2 separate regions of the Sus scrofa genome follow, and region 2 is linked to region 1. Evidence: chromatin contacts called from public HiChIP or PLAC-seq data. All regions are on one chromosome and are shown on one strand. Each heading gives the region's core, a stretch centred on a gene start, on an enhancer-like site or on the middle of the called end of the contact. The rest is flanking DNA. Distances are from core to core; before and after follow the strand shown. Region 1 overlaps ATL2 (atlastin-2). Region 2 has its middle 90 kb from the start of ATL2.

The links. HiChIP or PLAC-seq counts read pairs in DNA pulled down with a chosen protein or histone mark.
Region 2: a contact with region 1 is called in an H3K27ac HiChIP or PLAC-seq map of alveolar macrophages. The contact joins two enhancer-like sites. A contact is called at or near these places in 2 of 2 datasets of contacts at active chromatin or transcription factors (alveolar macrophages and skeletal muscle).

What each region holds. Positions count from the first base shown.
Region 1 is chr3:102,014,300-102,019,937 of Sscrofa11.1, reverse strand. ATL2 (atlastin-2) reads right to left here. Exons shown (of 14, transcript XM_005662612.3): 5 at 3,660-3,710; 6 at 3,304-3,360; 7 at 1,181-1,273. Among named protein-coding and RNA genes, the nearest start is that of ATL2, 60 kb to the right of the region's middle. Within about 2 kb of position 2,582, at least 6 of the 83 cell types and tissues checked have an H3K27ac peak or open chromatin away from gene starts, as enhancers often do. A contact at or near this core is called in alveolar macrophages, where this site is marked.
Region 2 is chr3:101,864,820-101,870,534 of Sscrofa11.1, reverse strand. It overlaps the pseudogene LOC100520902. Among named protein-coding and RNA genes, the nearest start is that of ATL2, 90 kb to the left of the region's middle. Within about 2 kb of position 1,879, at least 5 of the 83 cell types and tissues checked have an H3K27ac peak or open chromatin away from gene starts, as enhancers often do. A contact at or near this core is called in alveolar macrophages, where this site is marked.

The DNA.
Region 1 (5,638 bases), core at 1,333-3,832:
AACTGCCGAGTCTCAGGTTGCTATGCAGGTATAAGTTTGATCCCTGGCAGTGCAGGAGGTTAAAGGATCTGGCCTTGCCACAGCTGCAGCACAGGTCACAGCTGAGGTATTTCTATATGCCGTGGGTATGTCCATAAAATTAAAAAACAAATAAGAACCCCCCAAACCTTACTGTCTTTGAAGTACATAATTAATGAATTTAGTTAGTATGCCTGATGTGTTTTGTGTTAATTTCCTCTGAACAAAGCAGAGAAAATGCTGATGAGTGAAATTATCTCTGACAGTCTGGAAATGCCTTTCAAATAATCTAAGAATGAGGACTTAGTTTTAATCTCATTTTAGGATTAAAAAAATTACGCTGTATCTTAGGTCTTCGAATGTGGTTGAGAAGCTAAATGCATCTTTTCATAGGAAAGAAACAAAATTTTATTACCGAAAGAGAGAAACCTCCTACTTATGAAGAAAGGGATTTTTATGTACCTTTTGCGGATGTCAGTAGTGGGTCGTATTTGGGCTTGAGGGTTTCCCAAAATACTTCCATGGGAGGGCACCTTTGATGAGGTTACTTCCAGGAATGCACTGTGTGGCATTTTGCATTGGCCAGGCCAGGAGTCTGGATATTCACGTCCCACTCCCAGTTATCAATAATTAGTTAAGTGACCAAAAGCAAATCACTTTTCTAAGTCCCAGTTTTGGAGATAAATGTTTAAGATCCCTTTTTAGTGCTACATGCTGCAACTCTATGAGATAGTATTCCTTGGAAAGCGTCTCACAGTATTTGCGCTCAATGCATGCACATTAGATTATCCAGCTTGTCCCAAATGTTCAGAAGTTCAGCTGGGCCAGAAAGAAACATGCATGCAATATGAATAGATCAATAAGTTAGTCTACTTCAAACTTGTATCCTTTGAATATTAATTTACTGAAGAGGCAGGTGGCTCTGGAGAGAAATATTTGTTCCTTTATTTCTGTTCAAGGGCATTTCTATTATTCCCTTTAGCAGGAGTGCTACCGACTTACTTCTCATCAGTTACACATGGAGTTATCCGGGCTAACTTGGGACACTCAATTTGCTACGATGATAACTTAGAGACTTGCAGTCTTAAGCAGTAGTCCAAGCAGCCCACTCCTTCACCTGGCTTAGTGCTTATGCTCTCCTTTCTAAGAAACAGGGGCTTACCTGCAATCTCTTTTCAAGGAATTGTTTTCCACCTTCCAAACCATATGAATGTTCATAAGGATAACTCCAATCTCGAATCAAAAACATTAATGTCTACAGAAAGGGGAAAAAAATCATTTCCTATAAAATTTTACAAAATATCACTACTTTAATAACTGAAGCATCTCTTACTCCCCCGAACAATCCTTTTCAAAAGTTATAGTAACCAAATGGTTTAATACTACTCATAGTTCAGCAATCCCACTCCTGGGCACCTACCCAGAGAAAACCACGACTCGCAAAGACACATGTACTCCAATGTTCATTGCAGCACTATTTACAACAGCCAAGACATGGAAACAACCTAAATGTCCATCGACAGAGGAGTGAATCAAGAAGATGTGGTACATATACACAATGGAATATTACTCAGCCATTAAAAAAAAATGAATACCAGCATTTTTAGCAACATGGATGGACCCAGAAACTATCATGCTAAGTGAAGTCAGCCATACACTGAGACACCAACATCAAATGCTTTCACTGACATGTGGAATCTGAAAAAAAGGACAGACTGAACTTTGCAGAACAGATGCTGACTCACAGACATTGAAAAACTTATGGTCTACAGAGGAGACAGTTTGGGGGGTGGGGGGATGTGCTATGTGCTTGGGCTGTGGGATGGAAATTCTATGAAATCAGATTGTTAGGATCATTATACAACTACAGATGTGATAAATACATTTGAGTAATAAAAAAATAAAATAAAATAAAATAAAATAAAGCAAATAATACTACTCATAGTTATAACAAGAGCCTACATAAGCCAACAACAGTCTCAGCTCTTATACCAAGCAATTACCTCCATTTGAGAACCTCAACTCTATATAAAGAGTTACCACAAGCAATAACATAGGATTTTAAAAAATAAACAAAAGGCATATCAGGGTATATGGATCATAAGTTTAAGCCAAGGTTGTGTAACAAGACCAACTAACCTAATTAGAGCAAGCAATTCTTTCACAGAATTTTTTATTCATATATGCTTAGGTTTCTCAACTAAGCACGACTGACATTTTATGAGTCAGATAATTCTTAGCTGTGCTTGGCTGTCCTACTCCTACACATTTTAGGATACTGAACAACACATCTGGCCTCTATAAACTAGAAGCCAGTGGCATTAACTTCCTCCACAAAACTGTGACAACCAAAAATGTAGCCAGACATAATGGCAAACGCCCTCTGGGTGGCGATGTTAACCACGAAAAAGTGATATAGGCCAAAGGAGAATATATTTCATCATATACACAAAATGACACCATAAGCTACCCAAATATTTCATAAAAGTGATTACTTGAGCCAGACAAGACTGAGGCAGAATCAGTGTAAACCTACTAAGAATCACCAGTGACACTGTCATACAGGAAGGACTTCACACACTGATGAACAGCGTGGTCAGTCTCACCCACTATGACACAACTAACCAAACAGTGCTATGTCAACTTATAAATTACATTTACTTCAAAAAAGAAACTATCTGAAATTAGCTTCATTTTTTTTTTTTTTTAAATCTCTGCCATGATAAGACTCCACAGAAGCAAGCAAAGCAAATGCTTCTCAAATAACTCTACCCAGGTTAATTTCTGGCTTAATATTCTGTACCTAGCATTTAAAAGAAATGAAAAAACATAAGGGGGGAGAGATACAATAAATTCCAAAACTCTTCTATTTGAAACAAAAATACAGAACAACAGGTCTAACCTCAACTTGTAATACACCACACACACAACACTGTTACTACTAGATAGTAACACTGTCTAGTAGTTTATCATGCATAAAAGAAACTTACACAACTGTCTCAATTTTTGGAATTAACATCTAATTAGGAGAAACATTACTAACTTCTTAATCTAATCTAAGTAAAAAGTATTAAGAATCAATCTAAATCCATTTGTTCTATTTCCTATCCTGTAAGCTGCTACCGAGAATTGGTGATGACATTGACATTAACAGTTTCAACTCTGCTTGATTTGCTGCTAAAAATTAGTTTGGCATAAGGTCCTCATGTCTTCAGAGTTCCAAGATGATATATATGACTTACTAATTTTTTAATAAATTTTTTAAATGATAAAATATTTATTTACCTGAAATGGTTTCTGGTAGATTTCTTCCATTGCAAGTCTGCCATACTCTGTAAATAACTATTAAATCAAATTATTTAAGATAATGCCCCCAAAGAGGTTGAAAGAAGACATCTATGAAGCTGTTCTATATCAGATCACTAGCTATCAGAGCTCTTAAAATCACTTGAAAGCCAAACATTTAATTTTTTAAGACTGATCATATATTTAAATTTCTTCTAGTTAAGAAGTTGTACATCAACTTAAAACCATATAATAATCAATCTTCTTACAATATCATAGGTTCTTGGTGTAAAGTCACCGCATAGTGGGAATTAAATTTTTAATACTTTGGCACACATTCTTTGAGACATACATACTTGCAAGTGTTGAAGATCATCTTCTTGAATATTTTGAGACAAATTATATACCTGTTAAAACAAAATTTTGTTTTTATTAGTGCTTTACTTTGAATACTCAGCTGTGTATAACCTTCCCTGTGGAAGTGAAGGCTATTTTATATCGTAGCACAAATGAATGATTCAGTCACTATCTTAACTAGTGGTCCATGTAAAGGATGTTCTTTTTTTTTTTTAACAGTCAGGATAAAACTTTAAAGGGAAAGCAGTAGTTGTAGATTATATAAAAATTATGAATACACACATATGGGGCAAAGAAAACAGCAGACTTTTTAAAAGTAATTATACAGTAAGTTTCTTTAATGTTATGAACATGACTCTTTTTTTAAATGGCCGCACCGTGGCATATGGAAGTTCTCAGAACAGGGACTGAATGTGAGCCGCAACTGCGACCTATGCCATAGCTTCGGCAACACTAGATCCTTTAACACACTACACTGGGCCAGGGATCAAACCTGTACCTCCACAGCAACCTGAGCCACTGTAGTCAGATTCTTAACCTGCTGCACCACAGTATGAACTCCAACATGATTTTTTTTTAAGTTAAGAATTTCCCCAACTATTTTTCTTTTCTTTTTCCAGCATATGGAAGTTCCTGGGCTAGGGGTCGAATCAGAGATGCAGCTGCAACCCTACACCACAGCCACAGCAGTGCCAGATCCAAGCTGCATCTGTGACCTATGCCACAGGTTGTGGCAATGCCAGAATCCTTAACCCACTGACGAGGCCAAGAATCGAACCCAAATTCCCACAGATATTATGTTGGGTTCTTAACCTGCTGAGCCACAATGGGAACTCCATCCAAGTGTTTTTCTAAGTCAATAAATGTGAAGGGCATAGTTCTGTAAAGAAAATTCCTCCCCAGAACATTCGTAGTATACAGTTAATAGCTATTCAGTGGGTGCCTCAACTACCATCAACTCTAATATGGTTCTTTTTACTTAGGCAAACTGATCGGTCTAAATAACTTAACATGAAAATTTTATCAGACTATAATAGCTAAAAAAACAAAACAGTAGGTGGCACTCTTGCCCTTTTTCCATTTTTTTAGGAGGCTTCCTAGGCACATAGACCAGAGCTGATAATGCAGTTAAGTACTCACAAGAAAAAAAAATTGGAGAAAAGATTCACTAGGTCTAGTCCTTCTGAGTCAGGTCTTTAAAAGATGACCTAGGTCACCAAAGAGAACAATGGGTGTCCAGAGTGTCATCTCTGCTAAGAAATAACTTATGTCTAAGAAAACAGGATTACTTCAAATATAGAACAATTTGTTCTAATAGCAAGTCAGTGATAAATCACCTGGAAGTCAAGAATATAAACAGCTGATATAGGCCAGCAAACCTAAAGTGATATTCTCAGCTGAATAATTCCAAATGGGTACTTAAAAAAGTAATTAACGACTAAGGTGACTAAACTCTAGATTTAAACTTAAAAACTAAAAGCATGACCAACCTATTCTCACCCATATGTGCCTTAGCTTTTAGAAACAGGTTTAGATCCTTTCATTGTTAGGGCCAAGTTGCAAGTAGCAATGAGGAAAGAAGATTTGTTTATCACAGATCATTAGTACTCAGCATACTGTGTTGTACTTAATAGATGCTCAATAATTATTTGTTGAAAGAATATATGATGAAGGGATCAATCTGTCATTGATCTATCACCCAGATAGCTTCTGTAAGGAAGGAGAGAAATCTAGCGTCGAGAATCAGGGGAAAAAAAAGCATTATCTCATTTGGATCTCATTCCTGATCACATACAAAACCACATGTGAGATAAGCAAGATGGGCAAAACCCTCATTTTACAGATAAGAAAGTGAATGGGTGGCTTTAAGGGTTCCAAAACCAGGCCTCTTGTTATCATAAAGTTGAACAATCAAGAGAACACCAAGGTACAAGTTTTAGGACAGAGAACGCCTTTGTTTTATAATTTAAGGCAAAGT
Region 2 (5,715 bases), core at 630-3,129, 150 kb after region 1:
CCCCACATCCTCGAAGAGATGACATTGGGTCCTTAACCTGCTGGGCCACAAGAGGAACTCCAGATTCCATCCTTCTGAATTAATCATTCCATGTCCCAGAATTCCACTGGAAAAGAGAATCCTGGAGGGCAAGCCTGGATGGTGTGCCGAAGGGGAGAGATTGGAAGTGGCAAGGGGGCACTGTAAGGACAAGGCGGTGTCTAAGGGTGGAGGGCATCAGCAGAGGGAAAGACAGTCCAGAGAGGGGAGACAAGGCACCACAGAGGACCTAAACTAAAGCTACTTCCCCATTTCCTTTGCCACTGACTTCTTCATTCAAATGCACTTACTTAGCTCCAGTGTCCCCACCTTCATTCTACTTCTGGACTAAGTACTGAGCACAGCTACATAAAACAGGAAGTTTAACAAAACTGATCAGCAAGCTAAAACTGCACTCGCATCAACAGCAAGAGAGCTGGTCTGTGAATCAGCAGTTGGTCCCACGATAATTCAAAGGGCAGGTGCTCATCTCACACCTTTAGCAGCAGATTGGAATTAAGTGAGACAGAATATTGACAAATGGAAGTCTCATAGAAGTATTAAAAATATGAATGCAAAGCAGGTGGGGAGAATACTAAAATAGTTCATCTAAAAATAGTCTAATTCCTCATCCAGTGGCCAAACCCGATTAGGTTTCGTGTTCATTTGGGTTCACAGTTTGTTTAAAGCCAATGTTGGAAGGGAAGAGGGTCTTCTCCATGATCCTGATCCTCAACCACATGCTGACCCATCCAAGCTGAGCCCAAGAATGCAGAGTTTTAGAGACTAGGAAGAAAATGTTGAATGTGGAGCTGTCAGGAGCTGGAAAAGTTTAGGGTGATTTAGAAGGAAAATTCGTAAGTCTTTTAAATCTGCCTTTTGATTTGTCTGCCTTCAAATAAATGAAGTTAGAACCATAGCGGGGTCATCCATAAAATTCCTGAACACTGGCATCTCCTGTGTTCCAGGCCCACATACAGCTGGGCAAGGGGGCGTAAAGGAGCATGAAGCAAGGCCCCACAGTGAGGAAGCTGAATCACACTCAGGCTGAACCCAGGGCCATGGTCCGGAGAAGCAAAATTCACCCTCCAATCTCACTCACGGATCTGGCAAAGGCACAGCTGCCCAGGAAAGTCCACTGTTGACAGGAGATCCTCACAATCCAAAACCAGGAAGGGGAAGTTCCTGTGGTGGCTCAGCTGAAAGGAACCTGACTAGTATCCATAAGGACGCCGGTTCGATCCCTGGCCTCGCTCAGTGGTTGGAGATCTGGTGTTGCCGTGAGCTGTGGTGTAGGTAACAGACTCGGCTCAGATGCCACGTTGCTATGGCTGGGGTGTAGGCTGGCAGCTGTAGCTCCGATTCGACCCCTAGCCTGAGAACTTCCATGTGCCAAGATACAGCCCTAAAAAGGCAAAAACAAAAACAAAACCAGCAAGGGCTTGTGGTGAACAGGTCGCATGGCTTCTACCCACCCTCAGCCCTTTTACAGACCCTGCCCCCTGACAAAGGGCTGGGCCCCAGGTCTTGGGAGTCCGACCATCTGATCCTGTGCTCTTGCTGTGCTCTCCACCCCTGCAGCTGACTGGGGAGTGCTGGCTATGCCTGGCCGGTGACTCAGGACCCAACGCAGGACCACCTGGCTTCATTCACGGCAATGATAGGAACTTACAAAGCTGCCTCGCTTGGTTGGGTATTACCATGAAAGTTCCATTTTTCACCTATTACTGTTTACACTCCTACTCTATTGAATGTCCCTTTCTCTTGACAATTTAGAGGAAGCCAAATAGGTCATGAGTAGCCAAGAGGAAATGGTCAGGGAGAGAAACCATCCGGAAGCCAACGGCGGGATAGAAAGAAGCAGACACAGAGTGCGGCTGAGTCACATGGAGGAGCCTGGAACGATGGCTGCCAAAGCCCTCTGCAGGGTCCCTGGAGCCAGACAGGACCCAGAGCCACTCACCCAGCCCCTCCTCTGTGAGTCCTAACCACAGCTGGCTGCTGTCTTACACAAACGTGTGATGCCTCTTGTCACTCTGAGAAGAACGTCACCACTTTTACCCAAAACCCCCCTCCATCAATGTGCCCTGCCAGCAAATGACCAATGGCAGTTCTGCAAGAGGTCCACTGCCTCTGCTGAGCATAAAAGGCTAGAAGATGATGTGGTCCCCAGGCAACCAATGAGGTCTCCCTATGAAGGACAAAGTCTCCACTTCATAGGGCCCTTTGCCCTTGGGAACGTACAGGGTGAACCCTCAGGCACTGTTTCCCTGCTAGGCACTTAAGGGGGTTTTATTCCTAACAAATTAGTTTTTTGAGGCAGCAATCTGGTGCCACAGAAATAAAACTAGAGCGGTGGGGGGGGGAGGCCACAAAATCTGTACCTAATTAATTAATTGTGTGTGACTGGCCAAGCAATTTACATCTACGTCCTAGTTTTCTCATCAGAAATACAGGACAAATAATCTGTCCTACCACCTTGAAGATTTTTTATGAAGATCATATAAAAATATGCATAAGAAGCCTTGGAAAAGCATGTGTAAGCGCTATACTATTTCATGAAAGGTAAATGAGGAGGAGAGGTATAAGGGTGGCACCACCCATGTCAATCAGCACTGAAGTCAAAGTCACTGCCACTCCTCTCTGCCAAGCTTGAGGCAGTCAATTAAAGGATCCAAAAGATGAGTGTCTGAATCTCCCCTAAAATGAAGGCTGTGGCTTCCTGCCTACATGCACAGGTGCTGTTGATTCTATAAGGGGCATTAGCAGAACTGGAATTTATCCCCCCCACCCCCCACCCCCATTCTCTCTAGATAGATAGATGACAGATGATACATAGAAGACAGACAGATAGACAGTCAGATAGACAGACAATCAGGTTGCTTCCAGCTGCAGGTAACCATATAACCCAGCTGAAAGTGGCTTAAACAATAAAAAATCTAGAAAATTCTCGTACAATTTCTCATTCCAAGGCTTCATAATTTGGCGGCACAGGGTTGGCTTAAGTTCTCAGGCTTATTGCCATAGGGCTGCACAAGGGCCACATCAGCACCACTTTCTCTCCCAAGCACATCCAAAAGCAGATGGGACAATTTTTCTTAAATGTCTCTTTTTATTAGGACAGAAAACTTATCCCCAAATGCTCCCTTCCTCACACACACACATGCCCAACATAGACCCAACTGCAAAAGAGGCTGAAAAATTTTCAGCCTCTAGTAGGAGTGGACACTGCCAGCAAGGAAGAAGTGGGAGGCGGGGTGCAAGGGGGTGGCACGGAAGAGACAGCTGTAGGATTGGCAAGAGCACTCAGGTGCAGAGAATGAAGTTCATTCTCACTAAAATGAAGCAGAAGAAATTTGTTTTAGGGTATTAGTCAACAAAATCGGGCTGAAGAAGTAGATTCTGGGTTGAGCATTCAGGAAAAAGTCCTAAAGTCACCCTGCAGAACTGGGCCACCAAGTAAGCTGCTGCCCAGTCTGTGCTCAGAAAGCCAAAGGCTCTGGGACCACAGTGTCATGACCACAGTCAGGAAGCCAAGGGTGCTGCTGCCAGCTCCTTGGCCAGATGGTGTTTGCTATGGACCATACCAGATCAACAAATGGCTCATCCTGCCTCTGATGACACTCACAAGGCCAGGAATTGAGCACTGAGATCTCCACGATGGCTACTACAGAAAAACGAACCATCTTCCCAACTGAATTTGTTGGCAGAATCTTAGCTTCATCCCAATTCACTGGTTCAGGTTTTACAAGAGAGCATCCAATGGGTAGAATAAAAAATCACAGCAAAAATTATAGCTGAAAGAGAGTCTGGGAAATGTAATGATTAGCTCTCAATCCCCTGTAATACAAGAAGGCACACCAGAAGAAGGATGAAAGACACTGAGTTCCAACTCCACCAAATCACCCACAGCAACCAACTGTCTGCCGGCTATAGATTCTAGGTCAGTTCACATGTTCGAGAGGAGAGAGGAAAAGATCTATGGTTCCAGGGATGCAGCACGTGACAATCAGTGTATGTTATTCTTCTGGCCACAGTAGTTATCTCTAGCAGACTCATGACTAAGGGCTGTTCAAGCTGATCAAGCCTCCAGGCTTTTGCTCAAGCTCCTGGAAAAAAAGCTTGCTCTTTCCAGCTGAACATGAACCTTGAAAATGTGTAGTTGCTACATCCACTTTCCACTGTAAGAGAAAAGCCTATCTGAGAATGAAGTCAGCTGAGATGAGGCAAAACCAAAAAACAAAAACTGGGATATGATGACATTTTAACCCTTGGATCCAGCCATTTCTGAAGTTATCTGGGCTTTTCAGGCACATGAACCAATTATCTTTTCCTTTTATTTAAGACAGTTTTAACTGCTATTTGTAAAATTATGCACACATATATACAAGAATATGACCCACTTTGCTCATTCTCCCGAACACATTAGGAGGTAGCCGCTGGCTTATTGAGATTCGTCTGCCAGCTCCTTAAGAGTTAACTACTCATACTGAAGTGAGAAAGTCCAGAGACAGTGGAGAGATGTGAGCAGCTGAAGCAAGGACAGCATGAACAGCTGCAGGATGAACAGCAGCGTGAACAGCTGCAGGCTTTGATTTTTCTTTTCTCCACTGACATAAAAACCACTCCCATCTCTGAATCCCCAGTGGGCAGGGGATTTGTTCATTTTGCTTGGAAAGGTTACAAGGGTCTTAATATTTTCCTTGGGGATCCCATTTAAAAGTAATAGTAATATCAGAATACATTATTATATTTCAATATATTTTAAATATGTATTTAATTTTTTGCACTTTGGGTGAACAAACATTTTTAATCAATCAAATAAACTAATTAATAAGAACTTCTACATCTTCTTGTCAAGCATCAAAGTCAATGCACATATGACCTGCTCAACTCATTCAAACTGATCTTTTTTTTTTTTTTTTTGTCTTTTTGCTATTTCTTGGGCCACTCCTGCGGCATATGGAGGTTCCCAGGCTAGGGGTTGAATCGGAGCCGCAGCCACTGGCCTACGCCAGAGCCACAGCAATGCGGGATCCGAGCCGCGTCTGCAACCTATACCACAACTCACGGCAACGCCAGATCGCCAACCCACTGAGCAAGGGCAGGGACCGAACCGGCAACCTCATGGTTCCTAGTCGGATTCGTCAACCACTGTGCCACGACGGGAACTCCCCAAACTGATCTTTTTTAAACCACCACCTGGATGAGGAGAGACAACAGGCCCAAGGAGTGTGACAGTCCTCAGCCCACAGTGCAGGACAGGGCAAGGGGACCTTCGGGGACTTAGGGCATGGGGACCCTGTGATGGCCACCAGATCCTCCTTTGGAAATGGAAAGCTGATTCCCCCAGATGCTGAGAAGGCTGTCAGCTGAGAAGTCTCAGCTGTCAACCCTCCTTGGGGATTATCTTGGTTGAAGGTTATTGCCTCACCCGAGGTCAGGCTGCTTTCCCAAGGGCAGCCCATACCCAATAACTGATGGATGCAGGAGAGAAAAGCCAAGCTCCCTTGGCCTGCCTACGACAACTGAAGGGCCTGCCCAGATCCAGAGGTCCTGTTGGGCCAATAGAGGCCTTCACCAGGCAAACACTATAGTCCAGCTTCACCCCCAACCACTCCCACTCCCTTCTTCCCCTGCCCCCTCTTCCACAGGGGTTGAGCCCCGTGGCACTCCTCAGTCAGCATGCTGCTCTCC